2 separate regions of the Danio rerio genome follow, and region 1 is linked to region 2. A link is a contact called in public Hi-C data. All regions are on one chromosome and are shown on one strand. The core of a region is the stretch at or near the end of the contact, and the rest is flanking DNA. Distances in the headings are between cores, read along the strand shown.

What was found. A called contact is a pair of places that touch in the nucleus more often than the background predicts.
Region 1: a Hi-C map of embryo shows a contact between it and region 2, with 5 times the contacts expected there. The contact joins the promoter of lbx2 here to the enhancer-like site in region 2. A contact is called at or near these places in 7 of 18 Hi-C or Micro-C datasets (caudal fin, embryo, fibroblasts and 2 more) and 3 of 4 datasets of contacts at active chromatin or transcription factors (caudal fin, embryo and gastrula embryo).

What each region holds. Positions count from the first base shown.
Region 1 is chr14:5,913,431-5,917,140 of GRCz12tu, forward strand. It overlaps lbx2 (ladybird homeobox 2), which reads left to right and starts at 2,238. Exons shown (of 2, transcript NM_001007134.1): 1 at 2,238-2,874. The coding sequence starts at 2,547.
Region 2 is chr14:5,692,941-5,696,255 of GRCz12tu, forward strand. No RefSeq gene overlaps it. Among named protein-coding and RNA genes, the nearest start is that of nanos1, 49 kb to the left of the region's middle. Within about 2 kb of position 1,986, at least 3 of the 62 cell types and tissues checked have an H3K27ac peak or open chromatin away from gene starts, as enhancers often do.

The sequences.
Region 1 (3,710 bases), core at 988-3,487, 220 kb after region 2:
TAGTTCATGTTAGTAAATACATTAACTAATGAAACCTAATTGTAAAGTGTGACTTTATTTGTATTATTATTATTATTATTATTATTATTATTATTATTATTATTATTATTATTATTATTATTATTAACGCACATTTTAAACAAATGATAACAAATAATAGGCTGTGTTAAACCTATTTGATTTTATTTACAAAAATGTCAATTGTTGTTTTTTTATTGCATTTTAAATCTAATTAAATTTCTATGATAATATTTATAAAAAGCATGACCTTATTGAAATTTCAAATAGGTGTATTTCTTGTGTGCTCTGTAAAATTGTAAAAAGAAAAAATGTGCATTTCTGAAACAGATGTGACACGCGTAAACTCATTAGTATGTCTTTTGCAGTCTGGTTAGTTACATTTGTTCAATGCATTGGTGCTCATTTGCCATAAAATATTCTATTGAGTTTGGCCCTGTGTCGCCCACGTCGACCGCTTTGGACCCGCACTAATAGAATGTCGTGCTGTTTTTACTGCTCGTGAGCTGTTTGGCTCGTTTCAGTCCCTGTACGGATGTCACCATATGGTGCTCTTGGCACGGACAATGCGATATTTCAACCTGGCCATACATCGCAAATGACTCGTGTAAGAGAGACATCTATCACCCTAATCGATTATTGAAACCCTGTTAAATATTGTCAGATGTCAACGTCGCCGCTTGCTTTATTACCCAGTGTTTTATATTTATAGGGGGACCACCAAAATGTTCACCAGGCCTTAGCAAAGGTTTAAGCGAAGACATTTCAATTGTGTTTATTTTATAGGCCTGTTTACAATTTAGCAACTCAGTCATTAAGTGCCAAACCATTTCATTCATTTTACAAGTGATACAAATTTACCGTTTAAAACAATTAGGAGCACATCAAAAATAGATTATAAAGGCCTATAAAGGAAAAAAAAATGTTAATGTTTAAAAGCAAGGTGAATCGGACAAAGAAAACATATCGTAGCCTATTATGGATGCACCAAGAAATCACGACCTGTTGTGTAAGAATAAAAAAATAGATATGCTTTTGTTAAATATATTCTTCTGGTACATCAGCCGTTGCTTTCATATATCCGGTGCTTTCTAAAGAAAAAAACACGATGTATTCTTACCTGCATATTCTTGCGAGTCCCACGAGCATCATTTGAGATTCTCTCCGACGCGCATTGTGTCAGAACAGCAGTGCTGGAAGTAGGCTATATGCTGCTTTTTCTTCTTTACCCACGAGCATTTTTACAAATTCGTAGAATGGAACTGTCCAGTATATATATATATATATATATATATATATATATATATATATATATATATATATATATATATATATATATATATATATATATATATATAATTATTGATAAGTTCTTCAAGCGGTCTCTAAAATCATATGAAAAGGAAAAATTCCTGTCAAAAATATATAACGATAATAATCTTTTAAAAAAATGTATGCCCTTGCATAAAAAAGTCATTTAAGTATTGAAGAGGTTACTTCAAAAACCAACACATTTTGTTAGCATCAACATTGAAATGTATGGTGAAATTAGTGTAAAAAGGAATATACAAATTTGTGTATTTATATTGTGTAATATTATTGTTGTCCAATAACTGATGCGGCTTTCTCAGTAAAATAATTTGTATTGTGCTGAAAGCCTGGCGTTATGATGACAGCAGATACACAAGGTGTGAGACAATTACGCTGTCAAAACAGCCTCCAAAAGTGCAATAATCACACCCTGCAATATTAATTAGCAAGTTGTTGCCATTAGGGCAACTCTTGAATATATTATTACTGAAATATTGCATTTTTGAATGTCATCAATGTGGATTTTTATAGACATTTCTATAATGTTTCTGTACATTTTTCATCAATCATATTATTATTATTATTATTATCATCATTGTTGTTGTTTTGAAATTGAGTTGTTGTTTTAAAATGAAATTGTATTAATTAACGTACTGCTTTACTCAAGGCTGTGTTGGTGTTAATGAGCACACACTCTCCCTTTTCAGGGTGGTATACGGGTGGAGCACGTGGTTTTCCCTAAGTGGGAGTGGGATGCATCAACAGATGCATAAACATCCCGAGCCATCTCCCCTCTCTTTAAACTTCAGGGGGAAACTCCTCCTATTCTCGGTCCAATTCATTATTATGGTCTGGCCCTTTAAGACGACGGAGCAGCGGGTCAGCAAGTAGTGTAGTGTTTCTCTAATTGAACTTCACAAAAGCAATCAACAAGAACTCGTTAGCGGTTGCTTGCTGTTTTGAGGCTCCTTGAGACACTAAGGCTACACACGGTGAAGATCTTCATGGAGCAGCTCAGAGAACACCGCGTATGAGGACTAAAGTTCGGGTGCCTTCCTGCATGTGACGCCTGAAGCATGGTGCTTTTGGAGAGCCTCTTCAGAGTGAGGAACAACAACGATTTTTTGTAAAGAAAGGAACAGACAAGGCTTTTGTATGTATAAACAAGTTTGAGCGAGCTAGGTGACTTCTATTCGAAATAGTTTCTTGGGACTGAGATGACCTCCAGCTCTAAAGACATGAAAGCAGGATCCGTTTTGCAGTCCAGCGGCGAGGAGAGGCGGCGGGGTCCCTTGGACCAACTCCCACCTCCGGCCAACTCCAACAAGCCTCTCACCCCGTTCAGCATTGAGGATATCTTAAACAAGCCCTCCGTTAAGAAGTCCGTCGGTAGTTTGTGCCCTCCGCGGGTGCTGGAGAAAGTAACCGGCTCGAGCGCATCTCGGAACGGGATCAGCGCCCCGTCCTCGCCGTTGTGCGCGCTGGAGGAGCTGGCGAGCAAAACATTTAAGGGTTTGGAAGTCAGCGTTATACAAGCAGCAGAAGGTAAAAAGTTCATAATTATTAACGAATTATCGCACTTGTTTTCAATGCACATATGGATTTTTAGTGACGCTTTTGGAAAATGCGAGCCATCATTTTATAAATGCATGTTTTACACGACATCGATTAAACAAAATAGCCTTTTACGAACACATACAAATGTATGTGTACTATTTCTTACTTGTTAGTCAAAAGGAGCATATTTATTTCGCTTTTAGGTAAAAAAGAAGATAACCTTAGCTTATTTATTAAATTCTTTGTCATAGCCTACATATTTTTAAACCGAATTTCAATAGCGGTTCGTAGAGTGTGATTGTCACTATTTCAGGAATTTCACCCACCGCCCTGAAAATCAAAACTTCTTAGATTCTCAAGCAAATATCCCCTCTTAAAACAAGCAATCATTTTCTCGAATTGCTATTTTTAATTCATTTTTTTTTTATGAAATGTTTTGCCTTATCCGTTAATGTCAGTAGCTAAATTACCCTTTTCTACAGAACGAAGTTATTTTTATTTTCATATATATGATATATGATATATATGATATATGATATATATGATAAAAATCGACGTGCGTTTACGAGGATGTTAAAGTGATGGAAATCATTCATGTTTGCTTGACATATTTACTGAAAACAGTTCTAGATCATGACGTTCGTGTTGACATTGCAGAACTGTCTGTCTCTGTGGGTCAAACTAGCAGTTAAGGTCGTCGGTAATACGATTGAGGCCAGTCCTGTGGCGTGATAGGCTGCTTGATTAACACATCAAATATTTCAAATTTACTTGGCAATCAATAGTTCAGATGTTTTGGAAAGTTTCTCCCCTTCTTTCAAGAA
Region 2 (3,315 bases), core at 736-3,235:
ACTGATAATAATAATAACATTATACTAATGTAAATTGTCATGAATAGACTAAAAAAAGCATTTGTATGTAGTAAATAATCATTTTTGTAACATTTTTATCCTTAATTTTTGTTCATATGTAAAGATATTTGTGTATTGATGTACATCCTGTGTGTATTAAGCAATGTGGAAGCGTTTGGACCAGCAAAGGCGCATAACTAATGCACTCTGCCCTGCGCTGCACTTTAGAGCAGCTTTTAGTAGGTCAATTGCGCGGTCTATTTCAATAGCCAACAATGCGCCAACAATTCATCAACAATGTGCCTTTATAAACCCCAACAACCATGAGCCCACAAAGTGGTGCAAAATGGATTTGCTAATTAAACAATGTGGCGTAAAACATGAAAATTACTGTTGCGTTAGTCTGAAAATACCAACAAATCGTGCAAAACACGTCTTGAGCCTTATTGCGCCTGGAGTATGATAGGGCCTCTAGTGTTTTCCATTTCTTCTTATTATGGAATTAAAATTTTATCATCAGGTGATTACGTTTCTAAGTTAAAGACCCCCCTCCACTCTTTTTTCCTCCCTAGCTTTTCATTCATTCATTCATTCATTTTCTTGTCGGCTTAGCCCCTTTATTAATCCGGGGTCGCCACAGCGGAATGAACCGCCAACTTATCCAGCAAGTTTTTACGCAGCGGATGCCCTTCCAGCCACAACCCATCTCTGGGAAACATACACACAAACATTTACACACTCATACACTACGGACAATTTAGCCTACCCAATTCACCTGTACCGCATGTCTTTGGACTGTGGGGGAAACCGGAGTACCCGGAGGAAACCTACGCGAAGGCAGGGAGAACATGCAAACTCCACACCGAAACGCCAACTGAGCCGAGGTTCGAACCAGCGACCTTCTTGCTGTGAGGCGACAGCACTACCTACTGCGCCACTGCCTCGCCCTAGCTTTTCATTATCTATGAAACTGGACAACCAAAAGAGCATTTGTTTAAGTGTTTTAGCAAACTTGCTAATTCTCAACACATGTCCACAGGAGGCTTAAAAATTGGCAAAATGGAAATATAATAAATACACATACACAGCATTACAATTCTTTACATAAAATTACTGAAGGCAAAAGCAAAGGCGACATGATCCAACAAACTAACAGTAGACTATTTGTGCAAACACTGCTGTTTTGTTTTTATCCCCTTTTTGAGAACACTACTAAAAATATTTAGATTACCTTTTGATTTTAAGCTACCTGGTAAATCATTCCACAGTTTGGCTCCCTTTACAGAGAAGACAGATTGACCAAAGGAGGTCTTACACTTTTGGCACTAGACAGTCACCATTAGCAGTTGCTCGTTTAACTCTGTGAGAGGTTTTCTACATTGTTGCTTGGTATTAGGCGACGCAGTGGCGCAGTAGGTAGTGCTGTCGCCTCACAGCAAGAAGGTCGCAGGTTCGATCCTTGGCTCAGTTGGAGTTTGCATGTTCTTCCTGCGTTTGCGTGGGTTTCCTCCGGGTGCTACGATTACCCCCACTGTCCATAGACATGCGGTACAGGTGAATTAGGTAGGCTAAATTGTCCGTAGTGTATGAGTGTGGATGTGAGTGTGGATGTTTCCCAGAGATGGTTTGCGGCTGGAAGGGCATCCGCTGTGTAAAAATGTGCTGGATATGTTGGCGGTTCATTCCGCTGTGGCGACCCTGGATTAATAAAGGGACTAAGCCGACAAGAAAATGAATGAATGAATGCTTGGTATTATTTGCATTTATATATTATATATTTCTTGCATCAAATTGAACTGTATCAAGTTATATATTTTATTATGGTGTGGTATACAGTATTTTTGAACTAATTATTGAATTCTTCAGTTTACTTCATTAAAGATAACATGCTTACGAAGCTGTGAAATACATCTCTTTTTCATTTCAGGATTTGAGCTTCAGTCTGGTTCAGGGAACGTGATGGAGGAGAAGAAGGACTGTAGGTGGCAGTGTGGTTTCGCTCACTCCCATGAGCAGCGCACAGAGCTCCTGCAACAGGAACTGACCACAGGTACTGAAGGACAGTGCAATCCAAACATCCATCTATCTGATGCATGAGAGCCATGCCTGAGAATGCAGTGGAGAGAGAAACACAAAACCACAGAGATGGAAGAAACCGCTGTGAACCTGCAGGGTGGAGAGATGATATAGCGGCGTCAGGTTTGATGTGCTTGCTAATGCATAAAAGCGTTGCAGCTTGGTGTGTTTCTAGCCTGAGATACAGGAAATTCTATAGGGAATAGGAGTCATGTAAATTGCTTTGTGATCAGCGTGCAGCTGTATAAAGGGCATTTATATTTTAAAAGAGGCCTTGTTATAGTGAGGGTTTTATAGTGAGCGCATATACGAAAATCTACTATAATGCATGTAAAATTTCTTAAAATTGATATTTATTAATATTACTATAAATTATGTAGAGCCAATAATATGTATAACTGTATAAATAATGGCAAAAAATTCAAAGAATGTTGCATTATACCTTTCTTTCTTTCCAATAAATAAATGTGTTTATAATATTTATTTATTTAATATATAAAATTTATTTCAGTGTTTCATTCCGCTGTGGCAACCCTTGATAAATAAGGGACTAGACCAAAGAAAAATGAATGAATGAATAAATATTAATTATAATGGTTAAATGTATGTAAATAAATAAATAAATATTATTGTCATCATCAGGTGATTAAGTAATAGCATGCATTTGCATACACATATGCAAAAGTTAAGTTATAAATGAAATACCCCCATACCAACCCCCCTAATACGTTTTATAGGGTACAGGCTAGCAATATATACTATATATATTTTATTCTTTTCATTAATTTATCTGTTATGGTGTCTATAGAATAAGTTTTATTAATAATGTTTTTTAATTGCCATTTTATTTTCAAAGATTATTTTTGCAACACTAATATGGACACGTTTCTTGCTTTGCTTTTATCTAAAATCCTTTTTGTAAATGTCTGTTTTATAAATCTCCATACTAACCTTTAAAATGTAAGTGGTCAAATACTTAATACTTCACAATCTATTTTGGGTAAACATTCATCAATTCATTCCTTAAATATTCATATTTTGTTGCCTTTTGTTGCCATCACATATCAACTTCAGCAAGTGAGCTTAAAGGGGTAGTTCACACAAAAATGTCTAATTCTGTCATTATGCACTTACTCTTGACTTCAAAGCTAAATTTGTGTCTTTGGTCTGTTAAATACAAAAGAAGATATTTTGAAAAATGTTGGAAACCATTGAGTTTTACAAGTTACAAGTTTTCAG